7 separate regions of the Mus musculus genome follow, and all the other regions are linked to region 2. A link is a contact called in public ChIA-PET, Hi-C, HiCAR-type, HiChIP or PLAC-seq and promoter capture Hi-C data. All regions are on one chromosome and are shown on one strand. Each heading gives the region's core, a stretch centred on a gene start, on an enhancer-like site or on the middle of the called end of the contact. The rest is flanking DNA. Distances are from core to core; before and after follow the strand shown. Region 1 overlaps Clstn1 (calsyntenin 1). Region 2 holds the start of Pgd (phosphogluconate dehydrogenase). Region 3 has its middle 37 kb from the start of Gm572. Region 4 holds the start of Pik3cd (phosphatidylinositol-4,5-bisphosphate 3-kinase catalytic subunit delta). Region 5 overlaps Clstn1 (calsyntenin 1). Region 6 overlaps Ctnnbip1 (catenin beta interacting protein 1). Region 7 holds the start of Nmnat1 (nicotinamide nucleotide adenylyltransferase 1).

What was found. Promoter capture Hi-C pulls out the DNA fragments that hold promoters and counts their contacts. Hi-C and Micro-C count contacts between places; a contact is called where the count stands out from the background. ChIA-PET counts read pairs in DNA pulled down with a chosen protein or histone mark. HiCAR-type assays count read pairs that join an accessible place to other places. HiChIP or PLAC-seq counts read pairs in DNA pulled down with a chosen protein or histone mark. Capture Hi-C pulls out chosen DNA fragments and counts their contacts.
Region 1: a HiCAR-type map of astrocytes shows a contact between it and region 2, with 2.6 times the contacts expected there. The contact joins the enhancer-like site here to the promoter of Pgd in region 2. A contact is called at or near these places in 1 of 39 promoter capture datasets (maxillary cranial neural crest), 5 of 484 Hi-C or Micro-C datasets (the G1E-ER4 cell line, cerebellum, myocytes and 2 more), 3 of 115 datasets of contacts at active chromatin or transcription factors (astrocytes, cardiomyocytes and microglia) and 1 of 9 other capture datasets (adipose tissue).
Region 3: a contact with region 2 is called in a promoter capture Hi-C map of embryonic stem cells, with 3 times the contacts expected there. The contact joins the enhancer-like site here to the promoter of Pgd in region 2. A contact is called at or near these places in 1 of 39 promoter capture datasets (embryonic stem cells), 6 of 115 datasets of contacts at active chromatin or transcription factors (bone marrow-derived macrophages, embryonic stem cells, kidney and 2 more) and 1 of 9 other capture datasets (embryonic stem cells).
Region 4: an RNA polymerase II ChIA-PET map of memory CD8 T cells shows a contact between it and region 2, with 5 read pairs. The contact joins the promoter of Pik3cd here to the promoter of Pgd in region 2. A contact is called at or near these places in 1 of 39 promoter capture datasets (cranial neural crest), 1 of 484 Hi-C or Micro-C datasets (olfactory sensory neurons), 10 of 115 datasets of contacts at active chromatin or transcription factors (bone marrow-derived dendritic cells, bone marrow-derived macrophages, embryonic hindbrain and 5 more) and 2 of 9 other capture datasets (adipose tissue and liver).
Region 5: a Hi-C map of embryonic stem cells shows a contact between it and region 2, with 2.1 times the contacts expected there. The contact joins the enhancer-like site here to the promoter of Pgd in region 2. A contact is called at or near these places in 2 of 39 promoter capture datasets (the C10 cell line and cranial neural crest), 7 of 484 Hi-C or Micro-C datasets (B cells, the G1E-ER4 cell line, embryonic stem cells and 3 more), 8 of 115 datasets of contacts at active chromatin or transcription factors (the 230-238 cell line, T-cell acute lymphoblastic leukemia, astrocytes and 4 more) and 2 of 9 other capture datasets (embryonic stem cells and liver).
Region 6: a contact with region 2 is called in an H3K27ac HiChIP or PLAC-seq map of extraembryonic endoderm stem cells. The contact joins the enhancer-like site here to the promoter of Pgd in region 2. A contact is called at or near these places in 8 of 39 promoter capture datasets (the 3T3-L1 cell line, cranial neural crest, frontonasal cranial neural crest and 5 more), 4 of 15 datasets of contacts at CTCF or cohesin (CD8 T cells, embryonic stem cells, large pre-B cells and 1 more), 17 of 484 Hi-C or Micro-C datasets (CD8 T cells, the CH12 cell line, the MNK3 cell line and 9 more), 32 of 115 datasets of contacts at active chromatin or transcription factors (the 230-238 cell line, the NIH/3T3 cell line, the SCID.adh cell line and 20 more) and 3 of 9 other capture datasets (embryonic stem cells, liver and pancreatic islet).
Region 7: a promoter capture Hi-C map of liver shows a contact between it and region 2, with 2.6 times the contacts expected there. The contact joins the promoter of Nmnat1 here to the promoter of Pgd in region 2. A contact is called at or near these places in 10 of 39 promoter capture datasets (the 3T3-L1 cell line, the C10 cell line, cranial neural crest and 6 more), 4 of 484 Hi-C or Micro-C datasets (Th1 cells, forebrain, nephron progenitors and 1 more), 13 of 115 datasets of contacts at active chromatin or transcription factors (the NIH/3T3 cell line, the SCID.adh cell line, T-cell acute lymphoblastic leukemia and 8 more) and 4 of 9 other capture datasets (adipose tissue, embryonic stem cells, liver and 1 more).

What each region holds. Positions count from the first base shown.
Region 1 is chr4:149,627,328-149,630,027 of GRCm38.p6, reverse strand. Clstn1 (calsyntenin 1) reads right to left here. Exons shown (of 19, transcript NM_023051.5): 4 at 2,621-2,700; 5 at 517-725. Among named protein-coding and RNA genes, the nearest start is that of Mir7023, 27 kb to the left of the region's middle. Within about 2 kb of position 1,432, at least 27 of the 459 cell types and tissues checked have an H3K27ac peak or open chromatin away from gene starts, as enhancers often do. A contact at or near this core is called in adipose tissue and astrocytes, where this site is marked.
Region 2 is chr4:149,165,371-149,168,070 of GRCm38.p6, reverse strand. It overlaps Pgd (phosphogluconate dehydrogenase), which reads left to right and starts at 1,366. Exons shown (of 13, transcript NM_001081274.2): 1 at 1,366-1,484; 2 at 1,989-2,064. The coding sequence starts at 1,477.
Region 3 is chr4:148,679,379-148,682,078 of GRCm38.p6, reverse strand. No RefSeq gene overlaps it. Among named protein-coding and RNA genes, the nearest start is that of Gm572, 37 kb to the right of the region's middle. Within about 2 kb of position 1,343, at least 35 of the 459 cell types and tissues checked have an H3K27ac peak or open chromatin away from gene starts, as enhancers often do. A contact at or near this core is called in embryonic stem cells, where this site is marked.
Region 4 is chr4:149,661,926-149,664,625 of GRCm38.p6, reverse strand. It overlaps Pik3cd (phosphatidylinositol-4,5-bisphosphate 3-kinase catalytic subunit delta), which reads left to right and starts at 1,310. Exons shown (of 22, transcript NM_001164052.1): 1 at 1,310-1,482. The coding sequence starts at 1,342.
Region 5 is chr4:149,598,426-149,601,125 of GRCm38.p6, reverse strand. The region is part of intron 1 of Clstn1 (calsyntenin 1); the gene reads right to left. Among named protein-coding and RNA genes, the nearest start is that of Clstn1, 13 kb to the right of the region's middle. Within about 2 kb of position 1,340, at least 14 of the 459 cell types and tissues checked have an H3K27ac peak or open chromatin away from gene starts, as enhancers often do. A contact at or near this core is called in embryonic stem cells, where this site is marked.
Region 6 is chr4:149,528,210-149,530,909 of GRCm38.p6, reverse strand. All of the region lies in intron 1 of Ctnnbip1 (catenin beta interacting protein 1), which reads right to left. Among named protein-coding and RNA genes, the nearest start is that of Mir5616, 8.3 kb to the left of the region's middle. Within about 2 kb of position 1,274, at least 24 of the 459 cell types and tissues checked have an H3K27ac peak or open chromatin away from gene starts, as enhancers often do. A contact at or near this core is called in extraembryonic endoderm stem cells and nephron progenitors, where this site is marked.
Region 7 is chr4:149,483,857-149,486,556 of GRCm38.p6, reverse strand. Nmnat1 (nicotinamide nucleotide adenylyltransferase 1) reads left to right here and starts at 1,347. Exons shown (of 5, transcript NM_133435.2): 1 at 1,347-1,448. Lzic (leucine zipper and CTNNBIP1 domain containing) reads right to left here and starts at 1,291. Exons shown (of 7, transcript NM_026963.6): 1 at 558-1,291.

The DNA of each region.
Region 1 (2,700 bases), core at 183-2,682, 460 kb before region 2:
TTATGTTATTTAATATGCTTAATAACATTACATTATTTTATGTAAAAATAAAATAATTTTAGAAAGAGAGGAAGGAAGGAAGGAAGGAAGGAAGGATGGATGGATGAACGAACCCTCCCCTATAGGATGAGGCAAAAGGAGCGATAGCGTGGTCCGGTACGAGAACATTTGCCTAGCAAGCACAAAGCCCTGCACTGGATACTCAGCATTACCACAAGTGTGTGTAAAAGGTAACCGCTACAGGGACACCATGCCCAGCTGCAGGCGGACGGAACCGAGAAGACAGACATTAAATGAGGACTTTACTGGACTTGGCTTGGAGACGGAGAGGCCCGAAGAGCCCAGGCTTGAGAGCGGCTTCAGACCAGCGAGTTAAGTCAAACCCGAGGGACTGGAGCTAAGTGGACTGCAGGCAGCCTGCAAGCTCCCCTCCCATGCTTGGCCAGCACCGGGAAGTCAGGTCAGCCTCTGATCTCACCGGAGGGGCCAGGCCTCACGAGGCTCCTCCGTCCTTACCGTCTTTGTCCACAGTGAACGGCACGTCTGGGGTGAGAATCTCGTAGCTGCAGATCTGGCTGAACTGCGGGGAGCAGTCTGCGTCCACAGCCTCCACCCTGAGGATGCTGCTGTGCTGCTTGCCCTCCACCACGGCCGCCTTGTACGACTTCTCCTTGAACACGGGGGCGTACTCGTTCACGTCGTTCACCTGGATGTGCACGGTCGCTCTGGACAAGAAGAGGGAAGGCTGTTGTGGGGGGTTCTGTCCTGCCTTTTACCCAAAAAGCAACAATTCTTTCCCTGATATTGTTTTGTGAGCTCTCTACAATGAAGCCAGAATATAAACGCTCTGGACAAGAAGAGGGAAGGCTGTTGTGGGGGGTTCTGTCCTGCCTTTTACCCAAAAAGCAACAATTCTTTCCCTGATATTGTTTTGTGAGCTCTCTACAATGAAGCCAGAATATAAACGGAGTTGCATTCCGTTTAGTTTGGCACAGAGACACGGGAAGTTAAAACCCGGACATGAGCTGATTGTTCCGAGCCCTAAGAGCCCAGGCGGCTGACTCAGAAAACCGGTGTAACTAAAGAGGCAGGATTTTCTTTCAGTGTGGGGGCAAGATGTGAAGGGAGATGAATTCATCAAACAGGGACGCACTTTCTCTGGCCATGAAATTAAGATGCATTACTACAGAATCTTATAAACATACAGCCAAAGGAAGAAGGGTGAGAAAATAGAGAAAAAATTTCAGTATATGAGCTAAAATAAATTCTAAGGTAGAGAAGTGGCTCAGTGAATGACGCGCTTCCCACGAAAGTATGAAGGCAGGAGCATTGAGCCCCAGCACCCACAGATATGGCCATTCATCTGTAATGCCCTGAATGGGACTGCAGGACAAGCTGGCAAGCTGGGCTGGCCAAACCGTGAGGTGAGCGCCACCTGCAGGGAGAGACTGAGCATCTCCACACAGAAAGCTGAGAGCAGCTGAGAAACGCACGCACCCCGGGATATCCACGCAGTTTGTGAACACACATTACACACACATGTAAAAACAAAGAAACTCTGCCCTCCTCTGAAGGAGGCTGTCACTACTGGGATGTCATCCAGATTATGCAAGTACAGGCCTATAGCAGAGGCACCCCTTCCCTCCCCGCCCTATAACTGGGTACCGCCAAATCAGTCTCCAAACGATGACACTACGGGCTTCAAGGACTTCTCGCTTACCAGGTATCTATCGTCTTTTGGGAGGGCAAATCTGTAGCTGAGAGCCCATGTAATGCACAGGCCCATCCTTAGCACACACTCAAACTCTTCTCAATGAATAAAACGTCACTGTGTGAGCCGGCCACACATTACTCTCACCACTGCAACACACCATGCTGTTCACCTGTAAGCGTCCCGACCCACGCTCATCTATGTCGAGTGCCCTTACCATGTCCTGTGACAGACAGAATGTGGCCCACACAGTGTAGACACTGAGGGGACTCAGCGCTCAGCAACATTAAATCTGGTGTTGAAGGGCTGGTGAGAAAAGTCTAGGGTATTAAACCTGTCTCTTCTAGAGCCCTCTCTGTTGGAGTACACCCTCTGCTCGCGGGAGACATGTGAACTCAACGCAGGATGGAGGAGGCCTGTCTGCTTCTTTCACAAGCTAGCTAGCTTACGCGCTGAGGGTTTACAGGAAATAATAAAAATAACAGAACCATTTCCTCAGGGAAAACGTCAATACAGGACCTCGTGTGTGTGTGTCTGTCTGTCTGTCTGTCTGTCTATCTGTCTGTCAGTCATCTGTCCATTCCTGCCTCCACCCTCCTCCAAGAACAGGCACGAGCCACTATTCCCAGTGGGACTTTAGTTTCTTTACCAAGAACACTCAGTGGGATAAACCATTCATTCTCTTTTCAAAACCTGTTTCCAACAGGTTCTTTCCAGAAGCTGGACACAAAAGGGAACATGCAGGCTGGAGGCCGCCCTTTGCGACCGACCCAACTGATTCCCCACAGAACTCTTCCTGCTCCTTTTCAGAACACAGAGAAGAACCCAGGGGCCAGCTCCTGACTGCTCCTCCCCCATGTACACTCATCTCCTGGGTGGCTCTTTTTGGACACTGTCCGGCCCACTTACTTGTGAGACTTTTTCACACCGGTGCCATCGGGGCCCTTCCCGCAGTCGTAGGCCTGGATGGTGAATGTGTAGTCTTTCTG
Region 2 (2,700 bases), core at 117-2,616:
CATTAGGCATTTATCAGAAACAGATACAGACACAGAGAGAAACAGAAAGTCACTTAGGGCCAGGCAAGGGATATAGCTCAGTGGCAAAGCACTTGTCTAGAATGCTCAAAACCTACGATTTGATTCGTAGTACTGGAGTGAGGGAAAAAAATTCAAGAAGCTGGTGCAAGCCAGTCTTTTCATTTACCATCAAGCGTTATGTCTATGTGCTGTGTGCAAAACTTACAAAAGATAAAAGGAATTCATTGAAGGACATGATAGCCACTCCTAGAGAGAGAGTAGGCAATGGAAAGAACCTGAACCTAGCCAGGCGTGGTAGTACATGCCTTTAATCCCAGCACTCCGGAGGCAGAGGCAGGCGGATTTCTGAGTTCGAGGCTAGCCTGGTCTACTGAGTGAGTTCCAGGACAGGCAGGGCTACACAGAGAAAAAATCCCGCCCCCCGAAAAAAAAAAAAAAAAAAAAAAAAAAAAAGAAAAGAAAAAAGAAAGCAGCGCACCAACACCTGAGTCTGAATGGAAAAGTAAATTGAAACTAAAAGTGTCTGACCAGCGGGCGAAACAGCACCCCAGACCTCCAGCGCCGGAAACTGTAGTGGGGCTGAGGAAATGGTAGAGAAGAGTGCTTGTGTTCCGCTACAAGCACAAGGAAGAACTCACTTCCAGTCTTGCCTCCCCGAGTATCGGCCACGCACGAGGTACACGGACATACATGCAGGCAAACCAATACACAAAAAATAAATAATTATGAAACCACCCCCCCAAAACCCCTCAAGCCTCTCCTCCGCTTCGTTTTCTCTTTCTGTGCGAGTGGGCGCACGCGCCACTGCTGCACGTGGAGGTCAGATGCCAACTTTGCGGAGTGGGTTCCACTTCCACCCGCTTGGCTCTTTACTTGCTGACCGTCTCGTCTTAGTTTGCACCGCTGTTTCTTGACCTGCAAAAATGGTACACACTGAGGTTCCCACAGATAGGACAGACTTGACTCCTGCCTCAGAGTTGAGGGACAGTGAAGGGAAGCAGCAGCCATGGATCAAAAACGCCAGTGGGCTTGGTAAGGGCTGCACCAAGCCCTTAATGTCTTCTCTTTCACGCCGAGCTGCAGACCCGAGCTTCCGCACGAGCGGGAGGCATCGTGCAAGGTCCCGCTAGAACACTTAGAAGAAGCCCTTTAAACGCTCCTAGAACACTTAGAAGAAGCCCTTTAAACGCTCCTCTCCAGCTCGAGGTGCCATCGACTGCTCGGCGCTCTACAGATCTGGGCCCCGGGGGTGGGCGGGTCCGTTTGCCCTCAGGTGGTATAACAGGCGCCGCAGAGACCCAATAGCGTGGGGCATCGGCCCACCCCTGTCTTCTGATTGGCCAGCGTCTCTGTAAGCCTCTCGAGGCGCCGGGAGCCGGACTTCACTGTACTTGCCTCGGAGCGCTCGGTCCTTCGCGTTTCTTCCTCCTCGACTCTGCTTCGTCTGCCTCCGCCATGGCCCAGTGAGTGACCGACACGCGCAGTCGGGCCCGGGAGACTTCCGGGGCTGAGCGTGGTGATGGCGGGGCTCTGCTCAGTTGTCTCCCTGTTCTCCTCAGCCCCGGTGGTCGCCTGGGTCTCCTCGCGCAGCCCTGACCCCTGCACCTCAGGGTCCCCGCCATGGCCAGCGCAAGCTCCGCCACCCCTTCGTGGGAGCTTGCGGCTGCGACGGGCTCGCGGGGAAGGAAGGCCGCGCTGGGTCGGGGACGGCCCACGCCCCTTGTGCTGGCCAGGCCATAAGGAACGACGGGCAGGGCCAGGGGCAGGGCATGGGTGGCTTCGTGTGCCCGGACGCCCTTTAGAAGGAACTTCCATGGAACTGTGGGGTGCAGGGTGCGGTCGATCCTAGGTGCATGGTGTGAGCCGAGAAGGGTGCAGGCTGCCAGTCCTAATAAAAGCCACTAAGTAACACTAATATCCTTTCTTTGTGTTTGCTTTATTGTTTTTTTTTTTTTTTGTCATTTCAGAGCTGACATTGCACTGATCGGACTGGCTGTCATGGGCCAGAACTTAATTTTGAACATGAATGATCATGGATTTGTGGTAAGTAGTGAGGACACGTTGCCTTCCCGCTGAGAGCTGTGATTTGTTTTTCAGAGATCCCAAGGCATCACTCAGTAAGCACTGTTTGGTGTCTTTGTAGAAGAATTTCTGCTTTAGTCGTGCTCCCTCTGTAGTTAAGGGAAGAGCCTCCTTGGATAGAAATAAATATAAAAGCAGTGGTTCTCAACATTATGATTTATAACACTAGCAAATTACAGTTATTGCGTAGTTATGAAAATAGTTTTATGATTGGGGGTCATCACAACACGAGGGGCTATATTAAAGGGTCGCAGCGTTAGGAAGGTTGAAAACCATAGATGTAAAGGGACCCAGATCTTGGAAGCTGTAGCTAGGAAAACTTGGGGTACATGGAGATTGTTTTTCTTTGTAGACAGCAGCTTGTCTCACAGTGTTGTCACACTGGAGTCTCAGGGCCCTCTCATCTCAGCTTTCTGAGTCCAGGGTCAGAGGATCCTCCTGCCTGTGGGCTCTGAATGTTCTTTCTAAATAGTAGCATGGCTTAGACACCAGGATTACCAGGGACAAAGGACCCAGGTAGTAGTGACAGGCTCAACCTGATAAGCAACAAGTGGCAACCGCCTTTCCCTGGGCTCTCTGCTGTGACTGGACTTTGCA
Region 3 (2,700 bases), core at 94-2,593, 490 kb after region 2:
TACAAACTCTGCCCATTTGCACGTAGTTACACTAAGACTATCTGAAAGACCCCATTGGGAGGAAATCAATGGGTTAGTCAAGTCCAAAGATAAACTTGTCGAAGCTTAAGAAGACAGCCAGAGAGTGGGCAAGACAGGGGAGGGAAACCCTACCCCACCTTATGGGGAACTGTTCTTTGATAGGAAAAGGCTGAAGAGAAAAGCTGAAAGGAGGAGGAAGACTTCCTAGGGAGAGAGTTACCGCTGACCTCTTCTGAGGGTTGTACCCCAGAGGCCCCCCCACCCCTAAGCCCCCAACCCTTGTAGCAGCCCCAGGTCAGGCTGGAACAGTGTGTTATGCTGCCCCCTGCTGGCTGCTCTTTACATTGCAGCTCCACTTTTAACTGGAGACCCAGCTTCAGGCTCTGGGGTCCAGTGTCAGCCATTCTCCATCTAGAAGGGCCACGAGGACCGCCGCCCACGACCCCACCACCACCTTTAACCAAGATCTCTCCCAGGCAGGACTCGGATCTACAGAGAAGCATGCACTGGTGTCGTGGGGAACTCTGCGGTGAGTTCCCATGCAGCCCCGCCCTGGCTGGAGGAGTTTATCAAATGTGCTTTCTGCTTCCTGGCATTAGGCTCCCCTGGCACTTTTATTCCAGCCATAAAAAGGCTATTTCATTGAGAAATAAAGTCCCATCTCCCTGACGTGTAACTCCTTTCAGAGCTCTTACTCAACTGCCAGGCAAAATTTATGCTTCCTGGATGCTCTCTCTTGTGATTGCAACTGGAAATTGGGCAGAAAGCTGGAAGGCAGATCTCCTTCCTGGCCAATAGGACCTGGGTTTGTTTCTTTGGTCTAAAGGAATTCTGAAGACTCAAGGTGTGCTGGAAGGATTCCTTGCCTAAGAATATGAAGACCTTGAGTTACTATTTTCCAGCTATCTATGTGACCTTGGATCAGGCTGTGAGCCTCAGTTTCTGCATCCATAAAATGGAAACAATCGTTTCTTTCTTCCTCAAAGGGGTGGTCCTGCTTACAGTGGGCAGATGGTGGTGGCAAGACTTTGAAACAGAATGTAGCCTTTATTTTAGAGGCAAAGGAGTTCTTTGACTTAGGGAGTACCAGTCTCCTCTCTCTCTCTCTCTCTCTCTCTCTCTCTCTCTCTCTCTCTCTCTCTCTCTCTCTCTCTCTCTCTCTCTCTCTCTCTCTCTCCCTAGCAGTTGTTTTCTTGTGTGCAATGGAGCACCTCCTGAATCCACAGGAAGTCTTGTTAGAATGCAAACTATCAGGCCTCACTGACTGAATTTCTTGATCTGTCATCTGGGGTGTGGTCCAATTCATTCGTTAAGATAATGCAGTGGCCCAGCTAGACTTTGGTAACTGAGGGACATTCCAAGTTTAATAATTTGCATATCTAAACTGAGCAGGGTGGGACTTGGCTGTAATCTCTTTAACTGAGAGAAGGAAAACTGGAAGATCAGAAATTCAAGGTCAGCCTTGGCTACACAGAGGGTTCCAGGGCAGCCTGGGCTACATGACACCCTGTCTCAAAACAAAACAAAAACAAAACCACCCTAGTGATTTGTGTTTCTAGTGAATTCCCAGGGAATGTAGGCATTGCTGGCTGGGGACCTCACTCTGAAGGGCACAGTGCTGGGGTGTGGAATGGCTCACCCTGGGTCTCCAAAGAGGAAAAAGGAGGGCTGGGGAGAGGAGATAGGCCTGAGACATAGTTCAGTTGGTAGGGTTCTTGCCTAGCATGCACGATGCCTCCGGTTCCATGTCCAGCCTTATATGAGTGACATATGGCAAGGCCGTTCATGCCTGTAATCCCAGCACTCGGAAGATAGAGGATCGGGAGTTCGGTTACTCCCTAATCTGGAGAATTACTGAGTTGATAATAAGTACAGTTCCAGTTTAAGTGAGATTCAAATACCCAACAGAGACTTGCAGCCGGCGCTAAAAGGGTATGCCGTGACAGGAAGCCATCACGGGAAGCAGAGGACATCTGAGAGTCCAGGGCCACAGGCTTGGTACTCACAGAGGCAAACCCAGGGATTTTCTGGCTGTGTTGACTGCTGCGCAGGACAGACAAGGAAGAAGTACAGTGTATGTATGCTTACTGGCTGAGACTCTGGGGAGGAGAAGATTAGAACCCAAGGGACCCAAATGATGTCTAATCACATTGAATAGCCTAGACTGGCTAAGACCCCACAACCCCAACCCCACAGAACCCCTTTCCACGATGTCACGGCACACAGATGTGTCAGGCATAAACAGATGCCTGCCTGCAAGACCTGGGAGGTCTCGGCAAGAAAATTAGATGTCCCCAAGGCAGGGACGATGTTCACGAGTATGCCTGCCATAGCCCCAGAATTGGTCATGGGTACCATTCTGGCCCTGGCACATCAAGTGTAGGAGGGGCCATAGAGTCAGTGTTGTTACGTCTTAAAAGAGAACAGGAGTCCTGCATGGAACCCCGAGCACTTTTTAATTAAAGAAGACTTCCCACTTTTGAGAGGGTGAGGAGAGTTAGCTGAGGGGAAAGAAATGGCTGCCTATTGTTTATTCTGCCTGAGAAGAGCATCCAGAGCCCAGGCCAAGCCAGGCCTAGCCTCTTCCTGCCCTGGGAATTGCTGGACCATTCATAGCGATCATTTTATTTTATTTCATTTTATTTTATTTTATTTTATTTTATTTTGATACAGACTTGT
Region 4 (2,700 bases), core at 61-2,560, 500 kb before region 2:
AATTAAAATAGGGCAGGCACAGTGGTGCACTCCTTTAATCCCAGCATTTGGGAGGTTGAGGTTTCACAGAGTTTGAGGCCAACCTGGCCTACATAGTAGAGACTCTATTTCAAAAACAAAACCAAAAAACTAATCAAAATAATAAAGCATAAAGTAGACAAATTTGATTATATGAACATTAAAGCTTCTTTCAGCACTAAATGGGAAATCTGTGTGCCCCCCCCCCCTGTCTCCCCCTCCTCCAAGTCTGTGCAGTTGGGGGAGGGGGGGAGGGGGAGGGGGGGAGGCAGAAAGAATGCGGAAGCCCAAGGCTGGTGAGGAGGGTTGCAAGCAAGTGATGTTTTCTTGATATGATGTGGCTGTTGCATCCAGGGACTCACAGAGGCAGTAGGCTCCTTGCAAAGGACCTACCTGCACAAGCCTGGGTCTGTGGGTGTCCCACAGCTCGGCTCTGAAGAGTCACTAGGCAGGCAGGTTTTCAAAGCTCACTGAAAATACTAGGAATTGCTCATGAACGCACACTAGTAATAAGAGTATGAAAACATGCCTACAGTTGATTAAGTGGCTAGATTCCAGGTTGCAGTGACCTGGAAGGGGGAAGCTGGTGGCGACGGGGAGGGATTTGGTGACTGGGAGTGTGGGTGGTGAACACACCCTGTGTCCTGTGATCTGTTATGTTTTGTTATTGCTGTGGTGCTGTGGAGGGGGCAAGGGGTGGCTGAGGGTTGGCATGACCGATATCGTAACTCCTTAGATAAAGTCATGTATTCTTTCTCCGTGCGTGCGTGCGTGCGTGCGTGCGTGCGTGCGTGCGTGAGAGAGAGAGAGAGAGAGAGAGAGAGAGAGAGAGATCTCACGGTCATCAAGCTGGTTTTGAACTTACTATATAACCGAGGCTGGCTTTGCTCTCCTCCTGATCAGCCCCCTTCACCTCCCAACTATTGGAATTGTAAGCAGGTGCCACTGTGCTGTGGCCAGCTCGTCAGCGCTGGTTTTAAGCTAATTGGTCTCTGGCCAGAACATTTTTAAGAACTGAAGAGTTTTATCTTTGGTTTTCAAGCATCTACCTGTTCTTGTTTCCCACTGTGGGTCACCTGTCGGCCACAGTGCGGTCTTTTGGCCTATGGCATGTCCACCTGTAATAAGAAGCACCTCGGCCTATAGGGTGGCTTAAATTGGTGGGAGTCACAAGCCACCTAGGCAGGATGCTGCCTCATGTGTAGCAAGCTTTGCATGTCCTCCTGTGGCCCAGATCTGGCCGTCCCATTGGCCAAAGCCTTAGTTCATCATGCCTTTGCCTTTCCCACAGGAAAACAGACCTCAGAGAAGTAACACAACAGGATGCCCCCTGGGGTGGACTGCCCCATGGAGTTCTGGACCAAAGAGGAGAGCCAGAGCGTGGTTGTTGACTTCTTGCTGCCCACAGGGGTCTACTTGAACTTCCCCGTGTCCCGCAATGCCAACCTCAGCACCATCAAGCAGGTAGAGCCATGGCCGCTTCTCACACCTTGATGCTCAGGGAGACACTGTTCACAGACACAGAATTTCAGGGCAAAAACTGTGTGTGGGAACTGACCAGAGGCAGGCAGCCTTGGCTGCCATTTCTCAGGAGCAGGGCACCTTATTTTCCTTTCCCCCTCCCCTCCCCTCCCCTCCCCCTCCCGTCCCCCTCCTGTCTCCTCCTCCTCCTCCTTCTCCTCCTCCTCCTCCTTCTTCTTCTTCTCTCTCTCTCTCTCTCTCTCTCTCTCTCTCTCTCTCTCTCTCTCTCTCTCTCTCGATATAGGATCTCACTGGAGTAGGCTATACTATCTGGCCAGCAAGTCAACCTTTCTCCACCTCTTCCATACTGGGATTGCAAAAGAGTGCTATTATCCCCAGCCACTTGTTTTGTTTATAATTTACTTATTTTTATTTCATGCATATAGGTATCCACCATATGTGTGTCTGGTGTGCAACAGGGGCCACAATAGGGCTTTGGGTCCCCTGAAACCAGAGTTACAGATGGCTTTGAGCCACCATATTCTGCCGAGAATTGAACAGAGGCAGCCAGTGCTCTTAACTGCTGTGTCATCTGTCCAGTCCCCCTCTGCCTCTAAAATGTGGATTCCGAGGAACTGACTCTGTCCTGATGCTTACAAAGCACATGTCCTACCCGCTGAGCGCTTACCCTCAGCTCTTACCCTCAGCCCTTAGATGTGAAGTCTACAAGATACAATTTCTAAGAATTGTCTCAAAACCTGTGGTTTAAACTCCACTTATCATTCCAAAGTCAGCTTCCCCTTTAACAGTATGCATTTCCCTTTACTAGATTGCTAGATTGCGAGCCAGCTTTGGGGCTGCCTCTGGCTGGGCTCGCATCCCGCTCATGACTGGGCGGTCATTTTCGGAACCACTCTGTCCACAGAGCAAGGGCCTTGCAAGCCAACTCGTCTTTAGAGTTGTCACCCCGGCAGTAAACACCATTGTTAGAAAGAGGTTTGGGGTTTGCTGAATCATTTTCAGGGTGATTTACTGAGTGAGCATCGCACACATCTGGATGGCATTTGGTGGTTTCTGTCTATGACTTAGACAGGGCTCTGCAACCCACTAAGTGTGGGATCTACTGGATTGTGTTTTGAGCGGGCGAAGGATGAGACCTTACCTCGGAATTTTAAAAGCCATAAATGGAAATAGGAAAACCAACTGCAGGAACAAGAATCA
Region 5 (2,700 bases), core at 91-2,590, 430 kb before region 2:
GTGTGCTGGAGAGGTGGCTCAGTGATTAAGAGCACTGGCTGCTCTTGCAGAGGACCAGGCTTGGTTCCCAGGAGCCACAGGATGGTTACAAATTCCTGTAACTCCAGTTCCAGAGGGCCCTCCAACATCCCCTTCTGGCATACATAGGCACTACATGTGTGTGCTGCACATACATATACATACACACACATACATGGAAAACACTCATACATTAAAAATAAAAATTAATAGATCTTTAGAAGAAAAGAAATGGAAGCATGATAGTGCACTTCTGTAATCTCAATACTTGAGAGATGAAGGTAGGAAGGTCGTGAGTTCAAGGTCATGCTCTGTAAGGCAAGTGGACAGAAGGACTGGTAAGGCCGAGCAAGCCTAAACCCCGGGAACTCTCAGAATTGAGAACAGTAGGCGTGAGGCCAGCTCCCTGCCAAAGACCTGCTCTGGAACATGTAACCAAGACAGCCCAGTGCGAGGACCATGACAACTGGTCATGTAGCATAAACCCTGGAGTTCTCCTTGTTAATGAGGTATCTAGATAGGTCCCGAGTGTTTAGCCAATGAGCTTACCTTCCCGGGCATTCCTTCCACAAAAGTATTTAATTCCTGGTTCACCCTGAGTAAGATGAATGCATTCACATCTGCCATCAAATAAAGCAGTTTGGACCAGCAAGGACAGGCTCCTCTATCAAGGACCATGGCTGAGTGAGGCCTTCATCGTGAAGAGCATGCCTAAGTCTCCTGGAGCAGTCCCTCTCTCTTCCAGCCCCTCCACACTCCATACTGGATCCCGCCCACTTCCTGGGCTCAGCCATCCCCTTCCTGCCTGGCCTGTAGGGACCCAGTTCCTAACTCCCCGATGTCACCAGCAACATCTGGGTACACAGGAGGCCAGGAACCTTAGCATCCATCCCAGCCCCCACTGTTTCTCACCTGGGACCCCTATCACAGACTGTGTTCTGCCTCCCCTGAGCGGCTTGCTGGAGGAGCTCAGAGACCCCAGTGACGAAAAAGACACTCAGCCCCAACAACTACACTCAACTATACAATTTAGTTTGAGGTCAGCATCCCCTACATGAGATCCTGCCCACCCCCAAAAAATTATTTTTAAAGAAAGCAAAGTAGGGTCCAGCACAGTAGCACATCCTTTAAATCCCAGCACTCAGGATGCAGAGGCAGGAGGTTCTCTGTGAGCTGGACATCAGCCTGGTCTACAGAGTGAGTTCCAGGGCAGCCAGGGCTACACTGAGAAACCCTGTCTTAAAAAACCAAATCAAACCAGACCAGACCAGACCAGACCAGACCAGACCAAACCAAGCAAAGTATTGTAGCTCAAAAGCACATAGCTAACCCAATACCACGCTGAGGGCTCCAACTGTGACAATGCCTCCCTGGGCTAGGGTGGCTTGTATTGTACCACAAGCAATGCCAGGCCAGAGGGCCAGAACCCCACTCCAGGGAGCCCCTCACGGTTAATGAGGCTCATAGCAAGAGGAAACAAGTAAATCTCTGTGCTGTGGTAAAGCCATTCCTGCTGTGTACGCGTGTGCGTGTGCGTGGTGTCCTCATTGTCTTTTCACTCTTTTCTCTCTACTTTGTTGAAATACTTCGACAAGAGAGTAAAACCTGATTCTTATAGATTAAATAATTTGGAAAGCCCAAGGGGGCAGTTTCAAACAGCAATTCTTAAGTTAAATTCTTTAATACAAACTCTTAGGTACATTTGATCAGTCATGGCTTTATGTAATGCACATTAATAAATAGTTCCTGAAAGGCAGGTGAAATGGCCCAGGCTGAGAAACCCAGCACTGGGAGCTGGAGACAGCAAGAGTAAGTTTCAGAAAGGGTCAGACAGTCCCCATGGTAGACACACCACCTGACCTGACCCAGGGGCACCAGGAGGCTCTTCCATTCTCTTCCCTTCTGGCTCCATTCTTCTCCCTTGAGACCACAACAGACAGGCCGGTGTCTACCTTCTTACCCACCCTGGTGCAGAACTCAAGAAACTGGAAATCTCTCTCCACCTTCTCAACTCTTCATCCCATCTCCTCAGCATACACGTGACTCAGGGAGTTACAGGCCATGATTCCCCATGCGGTGGTGTCTGTGTGTGACTACACTGTCTTCCTAACCCACTCACGCTTACTGCGGGCTGAGTAAACTTCCTGTGGTCACAGAGTTTCTAACATTTCCAAGCAGAAAATATTACTTGAGTTTCAAGTTGCTGTCCTTTAAACTGTGACCCGACGTGTGACCTCTAGATCATCTTGGAATCACACATGACTGTGGTCCGAGAAAACACTGTCAGAACCAAGCTGGCTCTTAGCTGCTGCACAGCTCAGAAGATACCAGAGGTCAGAGTGTGCTGAGGGCCAGTTTACGACAACAGGATCTGAGTGGGGAGAGAGAAAATACCTCCTGCACCAGCCGCCTCAGTTTACCAGTGTATATTTGAATTTTTATTTATTTATTTATTTTATGTATATGAGTATGCCATTGCTCTCTTCAGACACACCACAGGAGGGCATCAGATCCCATTACAGATGGTTGTGAGGTACTATGTGGTTGCTGGGGATTGAACTCAGGACCTCTGGAAGAACAGTCAGTGCTCTTAACCACTGAGCCATCTCTTTAGCCCTTGATTTTCTAAAAGAAAATTCACTCAGCTTGTAGTTCCAGTTATTCAAGAGGCTGAGGTAGGAG
Region 6 (2,700 bases), core at 25-2,524, 360 kb before region 2:
TAAGATACCTGTGTGGAGGTCAGAGGACAACTTTGTAGGATTGGTTTTCTCCTTCTATTTCCATGTGGGCTCCCGGGATGAACTTCAGTCCACAGGCTTACACCTATTGGGCCAACTTACTGGCCCCTATTTTTTTTCCCAATTAAACACAGTCTTGCTAGGTAGCCCACCCTGGTCTCAAACTCACGGTCCCTTTGCCCCCCAAGTGCTGGGATGATAGATGCCAACCACAATGCAGGATCAATTTTTTAAATTCATTCTTTTTATTTATTTGTGGGTCAGGAGCTTGCTATGTCACTTAGGCTGCTCTCAAACCTAAATTTACCCGATTCTCCTGCCTCAGCCTTCTGAATAGCTAGGACTACAGACATAGGACATCACAATGGCTCTTCCTCTGTGTGTGTGTATGTACATGTGTGTATATATTTATAGTTCTATAATCGGATACCTGTTTAATGCTGGTTGGCCCAACTGACTGAACTGTCTGTCCCCTTGGGTGACACAAGCAAGCAGCAAGCAAGCCTCGGTGTGGTGTGTCAGCAGGGGACAGAGCACACAGCTAGGGAGCGTTGAGCTATGCAAGCATCTGTGTCTTAGGCTCCTTAGCTCTGACCAAGAACCAGTAAGGTTTCATTTGTGCGCAGGAGCAGACCGCAACGAAGGGGAGAAAGACATAGGTCCTTTTTATCCCTCCCCAGAGAACAGCTGGCACACTGAAACCTGGCCAAGTCATGGTCTAAGACCTTAAGTCAGGAACCAACTCGCCTACAGGATCCGGCTTCGGATCTTCCTCTAATCTAATCTGTCCCAGGACCATCGGCCTCTGTCAAATCCCAGAGGGGTGGGTAATGCAGAGTCTGGGGACTTGGTCTATTTATAAGTGAGTTCCTCCGCTCTTGAGAGAGTGCAAGCACCTCTCGAATTCCTACCCAAAAGGTCTTCTACCGAGGCTGGGTCCTGGCAGGAAGTGTCCTAAGCAAGGACATTAGGAGGAAGCCTCTGCCCCAGGAGTGGACAGCATAGGGCCCTTTCTTCTGTGACCTACTAACCCCACAGCTGCTCTAGGCCCCCGCTGCCTGAAGGAAACTGCTGTTTTACTTTCTCATATGTCAGTTTCAGGCCCACTCATCTCAAGGAAGAAGCCTATCCAGGAAGTTCTCAGAGCTCGGATCTCCTCCACAGAGCTCGAGTCTCCCCCACAGGAGGAGGCCAGGGTGGAAATGTGAACCACTGGAGCGCCATTGACTCCACTCCGCAGCTGCATCAACTCCTTGTGACCACAGTTAGCCATTCTAGTTAAACAGGGGAAGGAGAAAGCTGAGGCAGTGGCATGCACTTGTTGGGGCAAGGCCAGTCCAGTTTCCTCACGAACTGCATATGGCCCCTGCACTGAGCCACAGACCTGCTCAGTGCCCTTCACTATCATGGGCCAAAGCCGTCTCAAAAGCAGGCCTGGCAGGGTCTCCCAGACCGATCCCTGCACAGTCTACTGCCTCAGAATCATTTCCTGGCTCAGTGGTGAAGTGTACTGGCTGATCTTCCAAAAGATCTGGGTTCAATTCCCAGAACTCACATGGCAGCTCACCTCCATCTCTAACTCCAATTTAGGGATCTGATGCCCTCTTCTGGCCTCTGTGGGCACCAGACATGCACATGGTGCATAGACATACAAAATGATAGATAGATAGATAGATAGATAGATAGATAGATAGATAGATAGACAGACAGACAGACAGACAGAATTCTCTCTCGCCACAGGTCTTCTGCTTCAGCCTCCCAAGCCACCTGCGGGAGCTAGGGAGCCTCAAGCCTTCTATCATGGAGGACTAGATATCAACAGGATGGCCTACAGTATGAGGATTCATTAATCTCACTTATGTCCCTAGGGGCAGTAGGCTCAGCCTGTGAGCAATCCCATTTCTTTGTCCAGCTTTGGGATCATAATTCTGGACTGTTATACTGAGCTTAGAACTCCAGGAGTGGCCTCCTGGGCTGAACTCCTAGAGACCACTCTGGAGAAAGCTGTAGGGTTACTGTCCCTGTCTACTCTAATCTCAGCACACTGGAACGTGGGAAGTTGTGCAAAGACATGGGTATCTGTTAAGTTACAATGTACCTAGTAACTCTGTCCCTTTCTACTCTAATCTCAGCACACTGGAACGTGGGAAGTTGTGCAAAGACACTGTATCTGTTAAGTTACAATGTACCTAGTAACTCTGTCCCTTTCTACTCTAATCTCAGCACACTGGAACGTGGGAAGTTGTGCAAAGACACGTATCTGTTAAGTTACAATGTACCTAGTAACTCTGTCCCTTTCTACTCTAATCTCAGCACACTGGAACGTGGGAAGTTGTGCAAAGACACGTATCTGTTAAGTTACAATGTACCTAGTAACTCTGTCCCTTTCTACTCTAATCTCAGCACACTGGAACGTGGGAAGTTGTGCAAAGACTCTGTTAAGTTACAATGTATCTGTTAAGTTACAATGTATCTGTTAAGTTACAATGCACCTAGTAACTGTGGAAGGCCTCTGGGTAACAGCTTCTGCTGTGCCACAACCAGCAGCTTTTCCTTTCCTCCGTCTCCAGCTACCTCGGAACAGGATAGAATCCAAGGAAGGAGGAACCCTCCCCTTCAAGAGCTGCTGCAGGTCTCACTTCCTTCCTCCCAGCTGCCTGACAGCAGAGATGACCTCAGGCT
Region 7 (2,700 bases), core at 98-2,597, 320 kb before region 2:
CCCAAAAAAAGAAAAAGAAAAAAGTAAATTATGAAAATGTAAAATGAAAAGAACATATTTTTTCTAAGATTACAGGTATGTGCTAACATGCCCAGACTTGTTTTTCTTCCCCCAGAACAGGGGATTGAATCCAGGCGCTCATTCCTGCTAAGCAAGGACTCTACCATTAAGATAAATCCCCTGCACAGTAAGTTATTACTGTTTAACACAAAAATTTATCTCTTCTTGGGGGAAATGGAGGAACCAGAATGCTACATATACGCTACGCCAGACTGCACTCCCAAGCTGCAATACAGTCTCAAAAGGCAAAGTTATTCTGAATAAATTTAAGGAAAAATAAAGGCTTGTACAACAAACAAACAAAAAAAAAAAAAACAAAAACAAAAAAAAAAAAACAAAGCAACAACAAAAAAACTTTAACCACACTACAGATTTAGACCAGAAAGATTTGACTCACTGGCACCACCTAGTATTGAATAAAAGTGATGCGTTTCCTTTGAGACTGCCGAAATGGCCAACACTGTCATCTGGAGTGGAATATATTCATTCACGCTCACCGGGGTTCCAGTATCCTGTCCCGTGCACGGTGCTCAAAACTCGCCAACTGTCGGAGCTCTGAGTGTCATCAATTTGAGGAAAGCGAAGTTGTCATAAAGTTTACCGGAGGCTCAAACTTCAAACCTCCTGGGGTGGAGCTGGCTAGAACAAGGTAAAACTGTTAAGAGTTTTATTTGCTGTGTCTGAACTTGGCCTACAGCTGTCCAGATCACTTCCCGCTAAGCAGACTGTAACTGAAATACGTTCTCCATTCCTAGGAAGACGCGGGAGAGGCCACTGAATCCCTGGGCTGTGCCTCCCGTAGCTTTTGCCGAGTCTCCTCTGGGTGAGGCCACAGCACTCGGGACTCGGCTTGAGGAAAACTGTCCAACTCAGACGCACGAGAAGGCAAGGGCAGAAAGCACACCTTCTCAGGGACGGAGGTGAGCAAAGCCCGGGCCCGGGACCACCGGAGCAAAAATAAGGCAGAGCCGGACCGCACGCTCGGATGCCGGCCTCCTCCCCGCGGACAGACGAACTCCAAGCTCCCGCCGAGGTGTGCAGGTCCCGCCAAGGCCGGGCTCCAGCAGGCCCGGTGGTCACCTGAGGAGGCGGGGAGTCCTACGCCTGCGAAACGCTTCTCCGTCCTCCCTGATCGGAAAACAGGACAACCTCCTTCGCCCTCCCGATCCCCGCCTGCCGCCCGCTAGCGGATCCCAGGGTTTGGAACCAGGGGCCCCGCCTACCTGACTCCCCGGCCTGGCGGACCGCATGGAGCGAGCACTTCCGCTGGATTCGCGCACTTCCGGCTGTGTGGGGCCAATGAGAGCAAGGCGGCGGTGTTCCCTGCGCTGGCGTCCGGGCCGAGGTTGTCTCCTGGAGGACTAGGGCCGTTTGGCCTTCAAGGCCTGGTAAGCAACCCACCGAGGTCCTAGGAGACGAGCCTGTGCGAGCGTTAGCCCGGTGACCCGTACTTTGCCAAGCAAGGGACAATGCACAATGGCTGGGCCTTTAGAGACTTTTGTAACGGTCCCTGGGGCCAGCTCTTCATAGTCAACTCTTGCCCTTTAGTTCTTGGAACCAAAAAGTTGGTAACTTTCCTGTGACCTTGGTGCAGGTCAGTTCCCCCACTTGGGGTGGCCTGGATTCTTCCTCTCTAGAGATTTCTTGAGAGCAGACGCCCATGAACTTAGAGGGATGTGGGTGAGAGGCAATGGGGGAAAGCCAGTGCTGAGAAGGACATTCCCTTTTAGTCGTTTCCAAATCTGGGAAAGAGCAAGCCCACACAGCCTTTGAGAACCAGTTAAATTGCTGCTGAGTGGACTGTAAACTGTTACCAGGGAGCTGAGTGGAGAAAGGGCTATGCCAGCCCTTTGGGACCCAGATCCTGAGTCCCAAATGTCGGATATTGAGCTACACTGTTGGATTCTGGGTTTGCTTAATTGTGATTATTCCTATTCTCTGGTTCTGCCCTTTTGGGATTAGAAAGTATGAAACTTATTTTGATTTTACAGGAGCTCATGATTAAAAGACTTGGACTTTTAAAGAGACTCGGAACTTTAAAAGTTTTGAAATTTTGAAAGACTGAGAATTTTGAAAGTTGGTCTATGCTTTTGTTTTATAATGTTAACAGGGACTTTGGAGACAAGAAATCGAAAGGTTATAGCTTACAGTGATGCCTTTGTGAAGTTGAAGGGGGGGGGGTGTTAGAAGTTCATAGTTAAGCCGGGCGTGGTGGCGCAGGCCTTTGATCCCAGCACTCGGGAGGCAGAGGCAGGTGGATTTCTGAGTTCGAGGCCACCCTGATGTACTGGGCTGTATAAGAAAGCCAGCTTCCTAGGTGCTGGGCATTGGCACTAAAGAGGCAGAGATGGAATGATATCTCTGAGTTCAGGGCCAGTCTGGTCTACAGACTGAGTTTAAGCCAGGAGGCAGCAGCATTCATTCCTCAGTAGTGTCTGCTTCAGGTTCCTCCTAGAGCCCGTGCCCCAATTCTTTCAGTGATGGACTGACCTGGAAGTATAAGGCAAAAGAACCCTTCCTCCCCAAGTTGCTTTTGGTCAGAGTGTTTTGTCACAGCAGCAGAGTGAGGCTCAGACACTGGCTATATGTTCTACAAAATAATTGGCTGTAGTAATATGAAAGATTGTTGTAACCCATAAA